2 separate regions of the Sus scrofa genome follow, and region 1 is linked to region 2. The links are chromatin contacts, called in public HiChIP or PLAC-seq maps. All regions are on one chromosome and are shown on one strand. The core of a region is the stretch at or near the end of the contact, and the rest is flanking DNA. Distances in the headings are between cores, read along the strand shown. Region 1 overlaps PLCL2 (inactive phospholipase C-like protein 2). Region 2 holds the start of PLCL2 (inactive phospholipase C-like protein 2).

The links. HiChIP or PLAC-seq counts read pairs in DNA pulled down with a chosen protein or histone mark.
Region 1: a contact with region 2 is called in an H3K27ac HiChIP or PLAC-seq map of skeletal muscle. The contact joins the enhancer-like site here to the promoter of PLCL2 in region 2. A contact is called at or near these places in 2 of 5 promoter capture datasets (fetal liver and liver), 14 of 47 Hi-C or Micro-C datasets (alveolar macrophages, brain, embryonic fibroblasts and 9 more) and 2 of 2 datasets of contacts at active chromatin or transcription factors (alveolar macrophages and skeletal muscle).

Annotation. Positions count from the first base shown.
Region 1 is chr13:4,146,002-4,148,701 of Sscrofa11.1, reverse strand. The region is part of intron 4 of PLCL2 (inactive phospholipase C-like protein 2); the gene reads right to left. Among named protein-coding and RNA genes, the nearest start is that of PLCL2, 160 kb to the right of the region's middle. Within about 2 kb of position 1,386, at least 7 of the 83 cell types and tissues checked have an H3K27ac peak or open chromatin away from gene starts, as enhancers often do. A contact at or near this core is called in skeletal muscle, where this site is marked.
Region 2 is chr13:3,990,870-3,993,569 of Sscrofa11.1, reverse strand. PLCL2 (inactive phospholipase C-like protein 2) reads right to left here and starts at 1,340. Exons shown (of 7, transcript XM_021069677.1): 1 at 1,242-1,340; 2 at 329-873. The coding sequence starts at 658.

The sequences.
Region 1 (2,700 bases), core at 137-2,636, 160 kb before region 2:
CGATGTCGAGGTTGACGCCCCCTGACTCCTCCAGAGCACCTTCTAGACACCCAGAATTGGCTGAAAGAGGGTGCCTTCCTTTCCAATGCTTGCTGGCAATGTTTCACACGCCCATTACTGATACTAGTTCTGCTTGAAAACCCTGGTGTGATAAAGCCCAGAGAGACAAACCGCACTATCGTTCTTAGAAACATCTTGCAGTTTAGTCACTGAAGGTTAAGCAGGGCTGTACCTTTTAACCATGAAAGACATGCAAGGCTAAAGAAATGCAGGTCCACCTCGGGGGTCTGGAGAGGGACGCTCCTCTGCCCCTAGGCTCTGTGACACCTGGAGGACCAGCCCTTTACTCTGGGGACAATCAGGTACGGAGGCTCTGCGTGTGGGACCCTGAGCTTGGTGCTGAGAATTCACCAAGAACAGAACGCCCTGGGACCATGAGCAAACAGGAATCACGTAAGATGTGGCATCGTCACTGCCACCCACATGCTCCTGAGCCAGCACAGGGCAGTGGGAGAGTTCAACACCAAATCCTTCTGTCATGAGGATCAAGGCGCCCCCTGACTTAGGTGCGGTATACAAATGATGCAAGTAAGGGATGCAAACACAGGGAGGAGCCAGTGCCCCGGGTTTGGAAGTAAACAGCAGCAGGCACCCGCAGAGGGTGTCAGAGGAGATTCCAGAGGGAGGCAGCCCAGCAGAAGGTGGGCACACAGGAAACAATCAACGGCACTGGGGTCTGGCAGGAAGAATCCCCCCACCACACCCCAGACCTCAGCAGAGATGATTCACACTGCACACCTGTCACTGAATGAACACACCCCTCCCTATGGGAGAAGGAACTGCCAGTTGTCAACTTGTTATAGTTGTTAAGTCACATACTTAGAATTAAGTTCGTCTGTGGTAAATCACTTATAGTTCTTGTCCACAGCTTGGGTCCACTGATTCTCACCTCCTGCAGTCTTTGCCCGAGTTCTCCTTGAGTAAAGGGCCCAACTAGGTGTTGTTCAGGGAGCTCTCCAGGCTGAAGGTTCCTATTAAGAGCACTGGGTTCAAGGTCCAGCAGCAGAGAGGGCAGTGCCAGCCCAGGCTCCGAGCCCCCACCGGCTGCTCTGAGGGCTGATGCCTGGCTCTCATTCAGTGACAACTGTGGCTTCATGCATCGTGGACACGGGGGAGGGAGGGACCCTACGGGGGTGCTGTTAGATGGATGGGGCACCAGTCTCGGGCTGGGACTTTGCTTTATAACAAGATAGGAGTATAAATAGCACAAGTATTGGCTGACTGAGTCAAAATGAAAGTCATTCAACGCCTCCTCGGCATCAGGTATGTGCTGGGTGTTCTCCGTGACCTCTGATGCTCACCAAGCCCATGCCGGGTGGGGGGTTGGGGTGCTGGTTTCACAGATGTGAACACTGTGGACACAGGAGGGAAGCCATGTTCCCAGGACCAGGTGGTTTGACAGGCAAAAGTCTGTAAGTAATCAACAGTGGGACTGGCATCCATGTGACTCAAGGCCTCTGCTGTTAATGGAATAGGTCTTGACCACTAGCCGGCAGCTACACCCGTGGAGGAGAGGAAAGCACATTCCAACCAGAGGCTGGATGGAAGCAGAAGGGAGTTTCCTAGCTCCTGACGGGTGCTACACACCGGGAGCAACATCTCAGCTACTGGCCTGGGCCCAGAAGTGTCTCTACTATACAGCACTTTGGGACAACATTTTTTAAATGACAATAATACACCATTTACTTGGCCCCACTTAACAATTCATTATTTAAAAACAGCAATCATTTATATTTAATGTGAAAACACTAGAACAAGTATCTTGGACTAGACAGAAGCAGATATGTGGGGAGTGACACATCGAGAGATGAGTCAAAGGGAAAAACTGCTTTAAGTTACCTTATTTCCTTTGTCTGCATTACATTAATATGTCAGTACAATGCAAGAACCAATTTTGTAAGCGCTATCTGCATTAATGCAAGTGCATTCATTTCATCAAGTCCCATTAAATGCACAGGTATAAGTCTCAGCACCAAAATTAGACATCCCACTGCCGGCCCAGCAAACTGACCACGTGGATGGGCCCTCATACTATGTATGAAGTAAACGCTGCTTTAATATAGCTGTTGCTAATGGATTTTACATTAGTGTCCAGTTACCAGTACCTCCTAAATTTCTGGAACTAATGCATTCAGAAAATCCACAGATTTAACATAGCCCAGAAACCCATTTCATGAATTTGATCAACTCTAAAACAAGGTTTTGGGGTTTTTTCCCTGTCTTTTTAGGGCCGTACCCACGGCACATGGGGGTTCCCAGGCTAGGGGTCTAATCGGAGCTCTAGCTGCTGGCCTATGCCAGATCCAAGCCATGTTTGCAACCTACAGGACAGCTCACGGCAACGCCAGATCCTTAACCCACTGAGCGAGGCCAGGGATCAAACCCGAAACCTCATGGTTCCTAGTCAGATTCATTTCCACTGTGCCACGATGGGAACTCCTAGGACAAGAAGTAGATAGATGGAATTCCTAAGATAAGGAGTAGATACAGGACTCACGTAGATGAAAACTAGGAAGTTTCAACAAAAGGCAAAGTAAAAATTAAAGTTCATATTTTATGAAGCTGGAAAGAAACCAGAAAGAAAAGCCCTGTTTTGAAAGTAACTCCCCATGTTGGTATAAGGAAAACTTCTCTGTTCAT
Region 2 (2,700 bases), core at 91-2,590:
CTGTTACCAGCCTAGGTTACCCCAGGAGAACGTGCCCTGCCCAGCAGGTACAGGCCATCATTTCAGGCCAATCCTGGGAGAGGTGACAGCCCTAAGTTGCACGGGAGATGTCTGAGCACAGCTCCCCTGCACATTCGGGACCACCTCTCCATTCTTCCCAAATGCCATATGCACCCAATCCCTGCTCAACCACCCCAAGCACCAGTGCATCCCTAGCTCCCGTCAGCAGGGGCTCCTGGTACAACCCTCTCCTGACACCAGCACTCCCCTCAGGAAGAGCCCCCGTGGACGGCGCGGGGCGGGCGGAGGGTGCCCCTCTCCCACCTACCTTGATGATGCTGCTCCTCCGGGGCAGGCCGCCCGGCTTGCTCTCCCGGGGGAGGGGGCAGGCGGCCGGGCCGGGGGTTGGAGCGAGCGCGGCGCCTCGGGGGCCCCTGGCTGGGCTGGCTCGGGCTTCGTCCCCGGACACGCCGAGGCTGCAGTCTCCGTTGGAAACCCCGGCGCTGTCATAGCGCGCCCGCCCGTGGCCGTGGAGCCCGCCGCCACCGCCGCCACCTTCCCCGGCCCCGGCTTTCAGGGCGCCCTTGGCCCCGAGGGCCGGGCTCGGGGAGGTGGGCAGGGCCCCGCCGGCGGCGCCCCCCCGGCCGCACTCCGCCATGGGCGCCCCGCGACCCGCCAGCACAAAGCCGCGTCCCCGCGTCCCCGCGTCCCCGCCGCCTCGGGCCGCGCGGCCCCTCCTCCTCTCCTCCTCCCGCCGCCGCCTCGGCCGCTTCTTCCGCTTTTTTTTTTTTTTTTTAAATTTAGATGTGCTGTTGGTTTCGAGCTCGCCTCGCGCACGGTTAGAGTCGCGGCGGCAGGATTATCGGAAGATTCCTGCAGGGGGAGAAGAGAGACACAGTCAGCACGGCGGCGGGGCCCGGCGCCCGGCACCCGGGACGGAAACACGCCCGGCACACGCGCCGCCGCGGGCGCCACAAACCCCGCGCGGCCGGGGCGCGAGGCCCCACCCCGGAGAACCGGGCGCCCACCCCGGGGCTCGGGGCACCCACCGCGCGGGCACCGGGGCGGCCCCCTCGGGTTCGGGGAAGCGGCAGGCTCCCAGAAGCGCCTCGGCCACGCGGAGGAGCCTCCCCAGACTCTCTCGGCCCCGGGCGCGCGGCGGCGACGGTGGGGTCTCCCCGGACCCCAACTTCCCGAAGGCCGTCGCGCGCCGGGCCCACCACGTCTCCCCAGGACCCCACCTGGGCCGGCGGCTCCAGGGAAGCGCACCGCGGGCAGGGCGGCGGAGACTCGCCCACCCCGCCGCGGCCGTCTCCTCCCGGGCTCGGCGCTGCCCCCTACAGGCCGCAGGGACCCTCCCCGCCGCTCCGACCCACCGCGAGCCGCCGGACTCCCGCCCGAGGTGGCCGCCGTCGCGGCTGCTCCCGCCCGACCGGCTCATCGGGCCGCGGGAACCTCACCGCCCAGAGGACCGCGACGGGAAGGGGCCGCGGGTCCCGGAGGTCCCCCAGTCCCCCTAGAGCTGCGGCAACTGCCAATCACCCGCCAGCGCCCCGAGGGGCAACGACCGCGCAGGCCGCGGGGCCGCACGAAAGTCTAGAGCTCGGAGCTCGGCCGCTGAGCGCCCCCCTACTCCGCCCCTCACGCGGGACTCGTTCCATTTCTGCCCAGTTCGGGAGAAGACCCTCTGGACGTTCCCCTCTGGGCTTACCCCTTGGGTCAGACACTTCACATACAGAAATCAATTCCGTTCCTTTGAGCTCCTGAAATGTGAATGTTTCAACTGATTCAACTGGTTGCAAGGATGCTGGGGAGGGGCGGGAGGGGAAGAGAGGTGAGAAGCAGAGGACCTGGGCCGAGCCTGTTCTGTGCCCTCTAAATCGTCCTCCAGGGATTTATCACCATCGTCCCTCACTCCCGGTGCCCTTCCTGATCCCGCCGCCAGGGACGGCAGCTGGTCAGGCTCTCTGACGACCCGCCCTAGGTCAGGCACATCTTTGGAGGCAGGATCCTACTTGGATCACTACAGCTCGTCCTTCGTCACTCTGGTCCCCCTCCTTCCCCTTTACGCCAATGCTTTAGGTAGAGTGACCCGCCTAAATACCCTGATCACGTTGCTCCCCCGTGCAAGTACTTCCCCTAGATCTCCATCCTTGGAGCCAGGCAGGGCCCAAACTCCACAGCTTGGTACCCGAGGCCGCACCCAAGCCTGGCCCCACCCACCTCTCTGTCCCAGGCTCCCCGGCTCCAGCCGTCAGCCCTTCTCTAGCACCCAGCTCTTCTCCAACTAGTGTGTCTTCTTTTCGGGAATGCGCTTCCCGCAGGGCAAGAAGGAGAAACTAATAGTCCGCTGGGGGGTAAACTTAAAGACCTTGCTTTCTTTAGCATGATGTTGTAACAAACTGCCAAATAGCCCTCAAGGAAAGGAGTTTTACATACACATGCATACCCGCCCTTGCCTCTGAAGCAACTTCAAATACCTTCGTGTTATTCTTGGGGGCGTTTTTAATTCTTCTGATCTTCTGGATTCATGTTTTTGTAACCCATCTGACGCCAACCTGGGCCTACACGTTAACAGAAATATTTTCACATCGATGGACAACAATGTTTTAATATTTTATACAGTCCCATCCTTTTTTTTTTTTTTTTAGTTTGGTTCTATTTTTTCGTCTTGTGATATTTTTGCAGGAAAATGTATTC